3 separate regions of the Mus musculus genome follow, and all the other regions are linked to region 2. A link is a contact called in public ChIA-PET and promoter capture Hi-C data. All regions are on one chromosome and are shown on one strand. The core of a region is the stretch at or near the end of the contact, and the rest is flanking DNA. Distances in the headings are between cores, read along the strand shown. Region 1 overlaps Rras2 (related RAS viral (r-ras) oncogene 2). Region 2 holds the start of Btbd10 (BTB (POZ) domain containing 10). Region 3 holds the start of Rras2 (related RAS viral (r-ras) oncogene 2).

The links. Promoter capture Hi-C pulls out the DNA fragments that hold promoters and counts their contacts. ChIA-PET counts read pairs in DNA pulled down with a chosen protein or histone mark.
Region 1: a contact with region 2 is called in an RNA polymerase II ChIA-PET map of memory CD8 T cells, with 50 read pairs. The contact joins the enhancer-like site here to the promoter of Btbd10 in region 2. A contact is called at or near these places in 4 of 39 promoter capture datasets (the 3T3-L1 cell line, embryonic stem cells, liver and 1 more), 4 of 115 datasets of contacts at active chromatin or transcription factors (T-cell acute lymphoblastic leukemia, embryonic stem cells, large pre-B cells and 1 more) and 1 of 9 other capture datasets (macrophages).
Region 3: a contact with region 2 is called in a promoter capture Hi-C map of embryonic stem cells, with 2.8 times the contacts expected there. The contact joins the promoter of Rras2 here to the promoter of Btbd10 in region 2. A contact is called at or near these places in 7 of 39 promoter capture datasets (the 3T3-L1 cell line, the C10 cell line, embryonic stem cells and 3 more), 5 of 484 Hi-C or Micro-C datasets (B cells, embryonic stem cells and palatal mesenchyme), 3 of 115 datasets of contacts at active chromatin or transcription factors (astrocytes, embryonic forebrain and forebrain) and 1 of 9 other capture datasets (liver).

The regions. Positions count from the first base shown.
Region 1 is chr7:114,067,942-114,072,537 of GRCm38.p6, reverse strand. The region is part of intron 1 of Rras2 (related RAS viral (r-ras) oncogene 2); the gene reads left to right. Among named protein-coding and RNA genes, the nearest start is that of Gm51454, 34 kb to the right of the region's middle. Within about 2 kb of position 3,152, at least 89 of the 459 cell types and tissues checked have an H3K27ac peak or open chromatin away from gene starts, as enhancers often do. A contact at or near this core is called in T-cell acute lymphoblastic leukemia and memory CD8 T cells, where this site is marked.
Region 2 is chr7:113,366,276-113,371,185 of GRCm38.p6, reverse strand. It overlaps Btbd10 (BTB (POZ) domain containing 10), which reads left to right and starts at 1,847. Exons shown (of 11, transcript NM_133700.2): 1 at 1,847-1,987; 2 at 2,228-2,314.
Region 3 is chr7:114,116,161-114,120,592 of GRCm38.p6, reverse strand. Rras2 (related RAS viral (r-ras) oncogene 2) reads left to right here and starts at 2,812. Exons shown (of 6, transcript NM_025846.2): 1 at 2,812-3,197. The coding sequence starts at 3,090.

The DNA of each region.
Region 1 (4,596 bases), core at 1,903-4,402, 700 kb before region 2:
TGTTTGGGAGAGGGGCCAGTGCTGAGGGTTGATTTCAAGGCTCTGAGTGCTCCTTCACTCGGTGCTTGGCCGCCAAGCTACACCGCCAGCCCAGAGTTTGCTTTCCTTAAGGTGACCTGGCTTGCTGCAGTGTGCTAGATTTACCCCGGAATATTTCACCTGCTACTGCTGGGTGAGATTGAGGGGTCCGTGGGGAATTGTTACTTTTAATTTGGGAACAGAGGCGGGTGTTAGGTGACAGCCGGTATTAGGTGACATGGTGCTAAGAATGTTGTTTTTAGAAGGAAGCAGAAGCTTGGGAAGAGCCATGAGGAGGGGAAAGGAGAGCAGCAGAGGCTGGGTGGGCAGGAGGCTCCTCCTCCATCGGGCTGGCTCTGCACTTGGGGAAAGCCAGACTCCTACTTTCTGCTTCCTCTTAGGCCTGGAAGCTGATACTGCCTCAGGACTGTATGTCTTGTGTTCTGGACTATGGGGACAACCACAGCCTAGAAAAAAATTCCCTGGGGAAACAAGACTCCTCTAACTGACGTAGAAACACACTCTGCAGCAGAGCAGGCTCGTCATGCACTGGGCTGGGCTTCTTGGTGGTATAGTATAACTAGTCCGTTCACCCCCAGCCCCAGGTCGTGGTGGGGGCTGTGCACAGGAGCTGATGGTCTACAGAGTGACCTCGAGTCCCTTCACACCCTGCTGGCGTTAGGCGGTCTGGGACAATTAGTGTTTACCAGAGGTCTCAGTTTTTTAAATAAAATAAACTAAAGGGGTTCCGGACTTAGTGCCCTAGGGCGTTTATTATGACCATATCTGTAATTCATTCATTCATTCATTCATTAAAAATATAATTGCTTGAGGAATATCAATCACATGGGAACATTTGACAAAGGTTAGAGAGGGCGGTGTGAGAACAAAGGTTCTCTGTGCCCTGACAGCTGCTGCTACAGAGAGACTACTACAGGAGGCTGCTCTGCCCACAGCTGCCTGTGGCTGAGGTGCTGGTGTCTCCAGAGGAATTCCCACTGCATTTGTTTAGTGACTAGAGACTGCTGATGGCTAAGTGTCCTCACCAGCTCAGGGAAGTGGGTTCCTGGCTCCCCATCACTGATGGCTTTCCCCACCGCCGTATTTTGAGATTGTGGCTGTGTCCAAGATGGCAAGGCCCTTACTATGGGGAAGTAAGGTGTGTGAGCTGTGCTATGGAGTGTCAGGTCTAGAGCTGCCTGGCCCGGGGAGTTCATGGTGGGATTTTTTTAAACTGGAACAAAAATCTGTTTAATTTTATTGAAGTCCCAAAGATGGAGAATAAAGCTTGTGGTGCCCCATTCTCCTCATTCCAAGGACATCGCACGCTTAGGTCACACTCATCTCCAAGGAAGTGTTCAAAGTTCAGGGTTCTAATAAGAAAGCTTGCAGAGAGCTGCGATGTGTTCTAGGTGCCTTCTTTCCATTTCTAGGGAGTACACGAGAGACTTCTTCCGTGTGTGTGTGCATTTGTGTGTGTGCATGCGTGCACATGTGCATGTGCGTTTGTGTGTGTGTGTCTCCCAGTTCTCTCTTGAGGCCAAGAAGAGGGTGTCGGATCCCCTAGAGTACTGGTTCTCAACCTTCCTAATGCTGTGGCTGACCCCCAACCCTAAAATTATTTTTGTTGTTACCTCATAACTATAATTTTGTTACTTTTAATGAATCGTAATGTAAATACCAGTGTTTTCCTATAGTCTTAGGTGACCCTGTGAGAAGGTGGTTTGGAGGAACCCCCCCACCCCAAGGTTGAGAACTGCTGCCCTTGGGGTTGTTGGAGTTATACCCCTAGGGGTAGTTGTGAGTCACCAGAGTGACTGAGGATCAAAATCAGACCCGCTGGAAGCTATGGAGTTTTACCACTGAGTCATCTTGGCTCTGACCCTTGGGTTGCCTTTGAAGTTCTCTTTATGTAGGCCAAATGGTGGGACCTCTAGCAGTCCTCTGAGAGCTTGGCCTTGTGGGTGCACACGCTGATCAGGCTGGGAATCTGCAGATCCATAGTGCAAGAGGGTGGAGTGGAGGGAACGGAAGAAGCTGCAAGGTGAGCTGCCTGGATGTCCTGACTGCTGGGTGGAGCCCACACAAAGCCACCTATACAGGGACGCCACGCACTGATGGCTAACTGACAGATGACGACTTGCACCAGGAGGGACCCATGAAAGCCTCTTTGATTCAGGGTTGAGAGTTGTAAGTAGGTTTCTCTAGAGCCTGAGAATTTTATGTCACACACCCCATTCTAGGGACTCTCCCAGGAAACCCACAGGCATTCATGAGAAAGAACATCAAAGTTGATTGGTGTGGTCTTTGACTCTATGCTCTCCTTCAGTTCCTACCCAGGAGCCAGAGATAATGTTGGTGTGGAGCAGGAGAGATGCATAATAAAGGACAGTGCTGCCTTGGCCACCCGTGTTTTACTGAGGCGGGGCTGGGTGGGGGGTTGCCAGGTGAGTGCCGGCAAATATGATCGAGACACCGGAAGAGGTGCATTGAATGTTGAAATTAGAAAGTTCCTGAAAACCACTTGAAGAAGATACTAGTTACAGAGTGAAGACAATGTGTGCTCTCTTGGATTCTGTTCAGGAGCAAGGAGCAACTTGTAGAAGGGCCTAGGGAGAAGTTTACATGTAAAGCCCAGCGGGGTTATTTATTTATACATGTCCCACGTGCACATTTGTGAAAAGGGGAAGTGAGGTAACAAGAGAGACACTGAGTTTTACTCAGTCTACCTCATGGCTCTGAAAACGGGTAAACAGGTAGGTGTTAATTACATGCTAATTATATATATACACATATATATATACACATACATACATACATACATACACACACACACACACACACACACACACATATAATCAGATATGCCCCATTACTCTCCTTCTACTGACTCTATTTCTCTTCCTACCTAGTCCCTCTTTATTTGCCTGTAGATTTTATTTTTATGACTCAGTGAGTTTCATTAGGTTGTTTACAGGATCCTAGGTGAGAAAGTAAGATTTTTTTTTTTTGAAGGTTAAGAGCCTTCTTTGTGGGCATGGCTGGAACCTTGCACCTTGTGCACTCTAGGCAAGCGCTTTACCACAGAGCTGCCCCGTCAGCCCCAGGGGAAGAGGCTGGCATGGGAACATGTGATCATTTTCCCGTGAGAGTGTGGGGTATATGCACTGTAATTTAATAGGCCTACTGTGTGTCATGTGTTGTGCTCTGTACACGTGCCCCCCCCTCCCCCCAAGGCAGTGAGGTTTTTTGTTTGTTTTTTTTCTGTCTCATAGGCAAGGAAGCTGAGGTTCAGACGCACACGAGCTGTGTGGTTTCCTACATGGAGGACAAACAGAGCTAATTTACCCTCAGTCTCTTTCTGCTTCTCTCCGCTGCCTACACACACACACACACACACACACACACACACACACACACACACGGGACAGAGGTGGGGAAACTCAGCCAGCGTGTCCCACACTGGGTGGGGAGAATAGAGGACATGGTGGTCACTCGAGACTGGCAGCCTGATTCCCAGGGGCAACGGTGTGGACTTCTGTTCCTTGGAAGAGGGAATGGGTCCTTGCACCTCTTATCTAGGAGGTTATCTTCCTTCTTGCCACATTTAAAGTAGACTTTGGGTTATGCCTACCTTATCCTTTTTAAAAGCAAGATTTATTTATGTATTTTCCGGGCCTGAACGCTTTGCTATCCGTGTGTATGGGCGCTGCATTTGTCCCTGGTGCTTCAGGAGGACAGACTTTTGATCCCTTGGAACAAGAGTTACAGATGGTTGTGAGCCACCACCACGTGGGTGCTGCAAACTGAACGCTGGTCCTCTGCAAGAGTAGCAAGTGCTCTTACCTGCTCAGCCACCTCTTCCGCCCTTGCAGAGTTATTCAGTTCGCCTAAGGGCTCAGGCATCTGTCCAGCGTGGCTTCTGGACTTGACTTTCAATCCCCTGACTGCATAATCATGCATCGTCTCGCCTTGCTGCCTGCAGCCAGCCTTTATAAATCCTCTAATCAAGAAACCAAGCAGCTACCAAATCTCAGGTTCTGCTCTATTTTGTCATAGGGAAATGTAAAACTTGTTCTGTGGGTAAAAGTGTCTGTAGGGCCATGCTGAATTTCAGTGTTCAGGGTAGGCTCTTAAGGACTTTGCATCTAGACTGTTTCAGAATCCCCTCCCAAGAGAACTGGGCAGGACCTCAAGAAGATGACAGGGGTGTGGGTTTATAAATCTTGCCTTTTCTCATATTTTTGGAAATATTCTTCCTTATTTTATAGGCCAATAGAAAATTTGGTATTCAGTGAATTTTTATTAAATAATAATTCTTAGGCTCTGATGACCTTATTAGCATTGGGTCTGAATTTAAACCGTAGTCTTCCTGCTTGTTTATTGAGTGGCCTTGAAGAAGTAGTGCAGTTCTCTGATGTAAAAATGTTTGTAAAAGGGGGGAATCTGTTGGAGGGTCCTTGTGAGGATAAATGAGAAAATCTACTGAGTAATAAGCAAGGCAGATGCGCAGCCGCACTGCCTGCAGGTCTTGCCTGGCCTGTGATTTGCTGGGGAAGGCCTTCTCCTTCCTCTCTG
Region 2 (4,910 bases), core at 598-3,097:
GTGCTTGCCACACAAGCACTAGGAACTGAGTTCCTAACCAGTGCTGGTGAAACAGACACAAGAGGATCCCTGGAGCTGGCTGGCTAGCCAGCCTAGCAGAATTTAAGAGCTCCAAATTCAGTGAGGGACACTGTCTCCCAAAATACAGTGGAGGATTACTGGGAAATGCCAACATCAATTTCTGGCCTCCACAGCATGCACACATATGCAACTGCATACTCACATAACTGCCTGCCTCTGCCTCTTGAGTGCTGGGATTAAGGGCATGCACCATGGCCTGGTCAAAACCTTTCATTAGAAAAATGACAGCTTCAATTTAGACATAAGGGAATGAAGAATCCAGTTTGATCTTTACCCCCAACTTGTGCTACAGTTACTTTATTTGAGATAAATTACAGAAAACTGTATCAAGATTGGGGAGGACTTTGCTATTGTTGAGGGTTTCCTTGAGGTTTCTTTGAACATTATTCATATTCAAGCCTCATTAGCTTGCTCTTTTTACAATGTTTTTAAGATTTTCAGCAATTTCCAAGAATGTAGAATGTTGGCTATAAAAAAACGTGTACACTATGTAACAATAATCTTTGTCTTCCTTTGGTCTCTGATATTTAAGCATTTTCAGGAGGAAAGTATGCCTGCTACCAGTTTTCCACTTCAAATGATAATTTACTTAGCATAAATGTTGGTTTGAAAAACACGTGGTATCACATATGGGACCCAAGGAATTTTTTCTTACAGTAACTAGATTTTAAACAAAGTTCTTTTCACAAAACAGTTTTCTTACCAAAATACTGAAACATGTATTGGGTTTTGTTTATGCCCTTCCCTCTCTTCTCAAAATGGGGGAACTTCTACTGATCTTTAAAATTGGACTCAAATGCCACTCCCTAGTGGAGGGCTGCTTTTTGAGATGAGATCTCACGTTAGCCCAGAAACACCTGGAACTCAATCTTTCAGCTTCTGCCACCCTTCGCAATCCCAAGACCAGAGGAGCGAGCAACTGCACTGAGGGGTTCTCAACAGGATTGTCTCAGATCAGCTCCTACAGCTCACTCACTAAGGGGAGTATGTTCTGTAGCAAGCATAAAGAGGATTATCCGTTCCTCTGTGGGTCTGAGTCCCGGGAGGGGAGAGTTTTGAGCGCCGGGGAGGTGACTTCCTCACTTTTCCATCTCTTTTAGAGCCTCCCATCAGGCACACGGTGGGTTCGGTGACACCGGAGTGCTACTTTGGCGAGCTTTTGCCCGCCAGAAACTCAACCCATTCAGCTGATTCTCCGCGTCCCAGAGGTGGCGCCACCGCAGGCGTGTCAGCTGGTGCACCGGTTCCCGCCAACAACAGAGGGTTTCAAACCAAGCAGAGCGTTGCAAACCAAGCGGCGGCCGCGGGGAAGCGGCGACCTCCGGACCACCGCCTGCCAACGCCTCGTGCTGCCCGTACCAGCTCGCGGACCCCGCGGAGGAAGGCGACCCGGGCGTTCGCCCTGCTGACAGAAACGCTCTCCTAGAAGAAGACTCCCAGGCACTGCTTTTACTGGCCCGGAGACGCCGTCCGGCTTTTGCCTAACGGTGACAGGAAGCGTGGAGTGAGGGTGTGCTCAGAGGTGTGGAGGTGGCCTGAGACTGCTCTTGGCTCACCGCGCAGAGAAGCGCTCGCGGGGAAGCTACGGGACAGCACTGCCAACCGAGACCGCGGAGACACTACTCAGGCTCTCAGTGCCCCGGTGACACGCCTACTGTGGGAGGAGCTCCGTCCTTCGCGCGAGAACTCGCTTCGCCTCACCTCTTCCTAATGCGAAGTCTCGCGAGAAGCAGCTAAGGAGCCGGCCTGCAACCTGCCGGGGCGGCTCTGGTAGGCGCAGCCGGTGGAGCGGCCGCCTCACACCTAGCACCGGAGGGGTCCGGTTCAGTGGGCGGAGGGAGCGGAGCGTCGCTCTCTCTTGGAGCTCTTCCCCAAGACCCTCGGTGGACGTCTCAGGGGCCAGCAGGTTGGAGCGGGCCGGGTGCGGGCGGCTGGGTTTGTAGTGGAAGCCGAGGGCGAGGCTAGCTGCTGTGAACCGGGCTCCGGGAGGCTGGCGGCGGCTCCAGGAGCGTGGGGCGCGGTGCTCGGGGCTGCCCGCTTGAGCACCGGGTCCGGAGAGGCGGGGAAGGGAGCTGCTTTTTGGGTTAGGAGTCTGGAGGCCTTTTCCCAGGGGAAAAAAAGCTATTTTCTCACACCTCCTTTCCAGGGCAGAGTAACCCAGTGCCCCGCCCCTTTCCTGTCATCTTTGGGTCACCGCGGCGACAAACCGAAGAAGGCGCATCACAATAGGGCGGTGAGTAAGGCTCCCAGTTTGGGGATAAGGTGGTGGGGGAGTTGCCCTTTGGATGGAGGATGAGACACCTGTGATGTGCTGCTGTGTGCTTTTATTCTGTAACCGTTTCAACGAGGGTAAAGCTTGGTTTCCCACTCTAACTTGCCCAGAAAAGGTTCAGATTTATTCTCTGTGAGTCACAAGCCCTCTGACACCCCTGATTTTGGGGTATGGGCTGGAGGGGACCTGAGATTTCACTTAGTTTGTCAATGTGGGTTAGTGTGCTGTGCCTAACCTCGGTCTTTCCCGGGTTCCCATGTCTTTTTTTTTTTTTTTTTTTTTTTATCTCTTTAAAATTTTGAGTCTTAGCCTCTTATTGGTATTTGGAGTCCACGACCAGGCTATAAAAAAGTTTTCCACTTTGTGCATTTAGTATAGGAAATTATTTTATAGCCATGTAAGAGTCTGCACGCTTTTTATTTCAGCTAACAATCTGAATGAAGCAGTACAGTGTATTGATTGGCAGTTGGGTTTCTTTCTGTTCTTGCCTGCCTCCCACTCTTCTCTTGCCCCACCAGCCCAATTTGATCCAAACTTTTTAGAGAGGGGTTTAGGGATGAATTTTGAATGAAATAGACTGTAGAAATTGGATGGAAAGATAAAATAAGACATGTGAATGTAAAGACTGAACAAGTTTCTGCGCTGGAGAGTCCATCTAGAACTCAACCGTGGGCATTGAACCAAGGACTGATGCTGAATATTAAGCAGAAAGCAGTAGAAAGTACTTGGAAAATTACTAAATGGGAGGTAAAGATGAGTTAATATAGTTTTCGAGGACAGTTAATTTTGGAGATTTTAGGCTTAATCGTTTTTTCTAACACAGAGGTTAGTACTCAGCGCTTATTCTTATGGGTTGAGAAAAGGTAAGAAGGAAGCTTCAGGAACATGAGGGTGGTTAGGACCCAGAGCAACGGAGTTCAGAAAGTTCTGCGAGATGTTTTGCTTGTTAGACATTTTTTCACACTATTCAAACTTCCAGGTAGGCTTTTTACCTCCTGTATTATCCTCCCACAAGTCTGAATTTTGTTCTGTTCTTCACAAAGACTTGTGTATTTTTTTAAACATTAAATGAAATCACAAAGAACTGTGGTCTGCTTTGTGACCATTTACATTTAAATGGTCTCATGGAGTGTACAACTGAACTGGAGATACTCTGTCTCTCAGAGAGATAAGAATGAGTAAGTTTCACATGCCTTCAGGTACTAGGCAGATAATGAGCATGTCAGTGCGCTAGAGAGCTTCTCTCCTCTGAGCCGTATTCAGTCCGTCTGATTAATTGTATGAATGTGCAGTCAGTTGTCAGCCTTCTTAAAAGAATATAGGAACTCTAGAATTTTAAGTGCGACTTCCTGATATTTGAAATATTGACAAGTAAAACAAAGATACCTTCATGTGACCCAGCCAAACCCAGTTGTATTTTAACATAAAAGTATTTTAGAGCTATGTTTTATGTCTTGGTTTAGGAAGCTGTATATAGGTCAGAATTAATTTTATAACTAGAAACAAGCTTAAGTCAACTATGTCAGTTTGGAATTACAAATTTTTAGAAAGACTGTGAAAAAATGTCAGCTCTTAATAAAATAGTTTAGTGCCCTTTAAATATAGGGCTACAGATTAAACAGATAATTTCTAAAGTAGTCTCTCATTGTCTGTCTACACTTTTGTTTTTTTTGTAGTTTATTGCTGGTTTGAAATCATTAAATGGAAAAAAAAATCTATAAATAAGAAGCACATAATTTTTAAATTGCATACTATTCCAAGTTCAATGATAAAATCGTGTTTCTCACACTACCCTGCCTGGAATGTAAACCACCCCTTTCTCCAGTGAATCTGACTAGGATATGCTCCCATCCATCTGCTACTTTAGTAGTAATTTGTTTATCAGACTGACTGATAATTTTACAGTGTGGTCAAGAACCCTTATTTTATTTAATGATGGCCCACAGTACAAAAGTAGTGCTGTTACTAATTCGTCTATGTCAACAAGAAGCCATAATATGCTGCTTGTATGTGAGAAAAGTGAACATCCCTAACTTTATAGGGAAAGAAAAAAATCATGCTAAAGTTGCTAAGATGTATACTCTAGTCACAGAAATGTTTTACTAGGGTATATTACAATTTTCCTATCTTACTGTTAATTATTGTTACTGTGCCTAACCAGTAAAGTTTCCCATAGATATGTATACATGAGAATTCATTTGGTACTTGTCACAGTTGCAAGCATATACTGATAACCTTGAAATATATACTTTAAGAGGGACTATATTAACATTTTACTACGGGAATAACTGAAGAAACTTTATTGATTTGTGCTTATTATTTGATTTATAAGTATCTTAAAAGAGTATATTAGTTTATTTAGAAGGTCTTTATTACACTTGTACCTAATATGTAAAATTAAGTCCAGGATACCCTCTATAGTCCATCTCAGGATTTGAATACTTAGTATTTGCTATACCTTACCACACTGTCCCTGGGTATTGACTTTTACCAGAGGACATATGGATCCCCTGGTGCGTGGGGAGAGTGTGAAGCTTGGGAATGGGATAAAGAAAGT
Region 3 (4,432 bases), core at 1,563-4,062, 750 kb before region 2:
CTGGACTGGGCGAAGTGGGTGTGCTGGGTTCTGGTGATGGTGAGTGGTCTTGGTTCCTGTTAGTAAGATTCCTCCGTTTACCTTTCGCCATCTGGTAATCTCTGGAGTTAGTAGTTATAGTTGACTCTGTTTAGAGATTGTTCTTCTGGTGATTCTGTTACCGTCTATCAGCAGACCTGGGAGACAGATTCTCTCCTCTGAGTTTCAGTGCTCAGAGCACTCTCTGCTGGCAAGCTCTCTTACAGGGAAGGTGCGCAGATATCTTGTATTTGGACCTCCTCCTGGCCGAAGAAGAAGGCCCAAAACAGGACCTTTCTCAGACACTGTGTTGCTTTGGCAGTTCCCAGGTGGTACAGACTCTCACTTAAGCAGACTAAATTCCTAAGTTCCTTGGAGTCCCGGGACCAAGATGGCGACCGCTGCTGCTGTGGCTTAGGCCGCCTCCCCAGCCGGGTGGGCACCTGTCCTCCGGTCCGGAAGGTGGCCGGCTGTCCCCGGCCCACACAGGGTGCTGCCTCAGCGCCTCTGTGCTTCTGCCTGTTCCAGAAGCTGTCAGGTTCTCTGGCGCACCCTCTCACCTGTTCAGACTAATTTCCTAAGTTCGGCGGGTCTCGGACCAAGATCGCAGCAACTGTTCTTAACCTCTGATCTCTGACCCCTACCTCTTTTTATTTTTTGTGACAGGGTCTCACTATGCAGACCTAGCTGTCCTAGAACTCAAGATGTGGAGCAGGCCGGCCTTAAATTCACAGAGACTCACCTACCCACCTCTGCTTCCTGAATGCTGGGATTAAAGGCATGTACCACCATACTTCATATTTTTCAGTGTTTTTTTTTTAAGATTTATTTATTTATTTATTTTATGTGTATATGAGTACACTGTCACTGTCTTCAGACACACCAGAAGAGGGCATTAGATCCCATTACAGATGGTTGTGAGCTACCATGTGGTTGCTGGGAATTGAACTCATGACCTTTGGAAGAACAGCCAGTGCTCTTAACCCCTAAGCCAACTCTCCAGCCATTTCTGTGTTTTTAAATTAAATTTACAAGATGGATACAAAGTAATAGGTAAGCTTCATTATGGCATTTCCATACACATGCACTATGACGCTTCATTCAAATTTGCCCCTCCCCTATACTGCCCTCCCAGGACCCTCCTCCTTCTCTCTGGCTGGTTCCCTTCTGGATTCAGGGGCACTTTTGTTTGGTATGTATACACAGCCATCTCATGGTAATCAATTTTCACTTGACTCCCAGGAGAGAGTTAAAAACTGTGTGGTCTTTTACGCTGTGGCCTCGGAAGCCATTCTGTATCTCCCCTACTGTATTCTACTGGCTTCATTCAGGGCACGAAGTGTTCAAGAACTGGAGGGCATATTGTAAAACCACCATGCTTAGCCCACACTGTATTAAGCACTGCGTTTCTTTGTGTATATATGTGTTTGGGTGGGATGTCTGCTCGGCAGTGAAGGAACTGTGGAGGGCAGAGAACAAGTGTTGGGGGTTGCTTTTCTCCCTGCCTGTGGGTCCCAAAGATCAGGTCGGTAGGCTTGCGGGTGCGCCATCCACTGGCTCGGGCCCTTATTTGAGAGCTTATTTGGAAGCTGAGGCACAGAGCTTAAGTTCCCATCGCTATGCCATTAGCAAAGCAGGCAGGATTTGAACCAGTGTACCCTCTGAGAAGACCACAGCCTCCATCTTACGTGGCCTCTATAGAGATATCCCTACCACATCCAAGTCACACACAGTGAGTTTCTATTTATATCTGCAAGCTTGTAAACTCCCCCGAGAACGTTCAAAACCACACAACAGAATGTGTCCTTTTGCCATCTCTGGCTTCTGCATATCATGGTTTTCTTTTCTCTCTTTCATTCTTCCTATCTTTTCAGACTAGGTCTCACTCTTCCAGCCCTGGCCTGGAACTCACTATGTAGGTCAGGCTGGCCTTGAACTCTTTGAGCTTCCAGAATACTGGAACTAAAGGCGTGGGTTACCACACACGGCTCAGCTTGGTTTTCTTTCCCTGGAATACTTTTCTCCCATTCACTCATCTGTTTACAAGATTATTCCTCGGGTCTTTGGGAAAACCTTCTCTGACTAGCCAGCTCTGGGGTAAGTGCACCTTGGACCTCAGTGCTGAGCAGCTGTTGTTCTTACAATTATGTCTCACAAGGTGCCTATTGTCCCGGCTGCCTCCTCCTCTGGACTCTAAGGGCAAGGGCCTGATCATGTTCGTAGAAGCTGTGCTAGCAAGGAACACGCTCCTCCTAAAAAACATGTCACCAACCTGCAAATTTCTCACGACCCTCATACACAATTATCACACATTTTTTCACACATAGACATAGGAACAAAGATGTTACGCCCCAGATCTGTCCACATGCACTGTGGCCCCGTGCAAGCTCAATCACTACCCACTCTCTCACTGTCACTAGACTATCATATGTTCAGGTACCGCTACAGGTCTCATTTTCTTCAATCGCTGCCTTATACTTTTTTTTTTTTTAAACAAATACAGTCACCATCTGCATTCCGAAAACAGGGTATGGAGTTGAGTGAATATGACAACAGTTCTATTTTTCATCCACGCCATCACAGGCTGTTTCTTTCATGAACACGATCCCTGATTTATGCAATCACTGTCACCGCCGTCCATCTTCCCGGTTTCTTCCTTCTCCTCCCGGTGCTCTGAGGGCAGGTCTGCAGGGTCTGCTGCCTAGGGCGCTCCAGAGTCTCCGCCTGGGCGGGCGCGGCCTAGCCCCGCCCCCTCATGCATATGTAGTACCCCAGCCCAGCGGCCCGGCCCCCAGACGGCCATTTGTAGCGGTGCCGAAGGCTGCGTTCGGCTGCGCTGCAGATCCGCGAAGAAGAGCGCGCTCCCTGGCCGCTGCGTCCTCTGCCCTGGAGCCTTCCCGGCTCTCCAGCGTCTCGGGCAACTCCCAGCCGGTCCGAGGGATAGCGCTCCGCGGCCCTCCAGGCCACTCACGGACCCCGCGCGCTCTACCGCCTGTAACCCAGCCGGCCGCACTCGTCCCCGGAGCCGGGCCTAGGGCGCGCGGCGGCCGGGCTGGGCTCGGGGCGTCCCGATGGCCGCGGCCGGCTGGCGCGACGGCTCCGGCCAGGAGAAGTACCGGCTCGTGGTGGTCGGCGGTGGCGGCGTGGGCAAGTCGGCGCTCACCATCCAGTTCATCCAGGTGCCTGGAGACGGCCTGCGGGGTGGCGGCGGCGGCGGGGTGGCGCTACCTGTGGCCGCGGCGACCCCGCCCGGGGCGCGCGGGTGCGGGGCTCCGGCGCGTGCGGTGCGCGCGGGTGCGGTTTGCGCGGGGCCAGGGCGCGCGGCTGCGAGGGCAGGAACAGTGAGGAGTCGGCGCTGCGCTCCTGCCCTGCGGCCACGGCGCCGCGCTACTGCCCGCCAGGCGCCCGGCGCGGCGTCCGGGGAGTCGGGCTTCTCAGGAATGTGGCCCGGAGGGCGGAGCTGGCCGGGTGGGAAGCGCAGTTCCACCTTATCACTGCGGTCAGGGCGGGAGCCCGCGGGTTGCAGCCGCGCCGCGGTGCCGGGCTTCCTGCCCTGAGGGCCGGAGTGGGGACCCCGCGCCTGCCTCGGTGGCAGCGCTGGCCCGGGCTACTTGGCGGCGGCTTCGCGCCGCCGGCTCCCAATAGTGTTTTCTCTTTGTGTGTGTTTGAGCTTCTCTTACAAGTAGTCTGTTTGGTGGTACGTCCGGGTGGGAGTGTTTGATCGTGCCCTAGGGAAATAATGGCTTCGAGGAAGTTAAAAATGTGCTTTGATAGGGGCGAGACCATTTCCTTGGAATTCCCGGTGCCTGCCTGCTTCGCGCTTAGGTGAAGTTTGGGGTGAGCCCCGCTAGGAGGGGACGAGTATGAGTTGTGTGTTGCACCCTTCTCCCCCCCCCCCCCTATTTTCTGTTTGCTGGAGGAGGAAAGTCGGGTTGTGGCAAAGAAAAGGAAGGTGAAATTTGTCTTTAGATTTTATTCTAGGTTAAGACGCCCGAGTGATTTTCCTTTCTCTTCTTTTTGATTTTTAAAAGCAAATGCAGATCTCCTTGCTTTTGTCACCCTGAAAGGCGTGGCATATGTTGGGAAGAGAGCGCAGGTACCCTGCTAAGTAACAAAGGTATTTTTACTGTATTAAAGAGGACGGGTAGCAAAATGTTTTTGTGTGTGTGTGTGTTTGTTTTGTTTCACCCATTTGTTGAATTGATAGAGTTAAATAGCTTATTTTATTTCGATGTAACTGTGGTGTTTATAGTGTTATTAAGACGCACAGTTCCATAACCTAAATGATAATTTTCACATCGCGTGAATGAACAGTAGCTGCTCCTGTAGTAATTCATGGAATTAAAAAAGTGCTGCTCAACTTTTGTATTCAGAGAGGATGCTTATGTCATGAGCGTTGACAGTATGCTCAGTG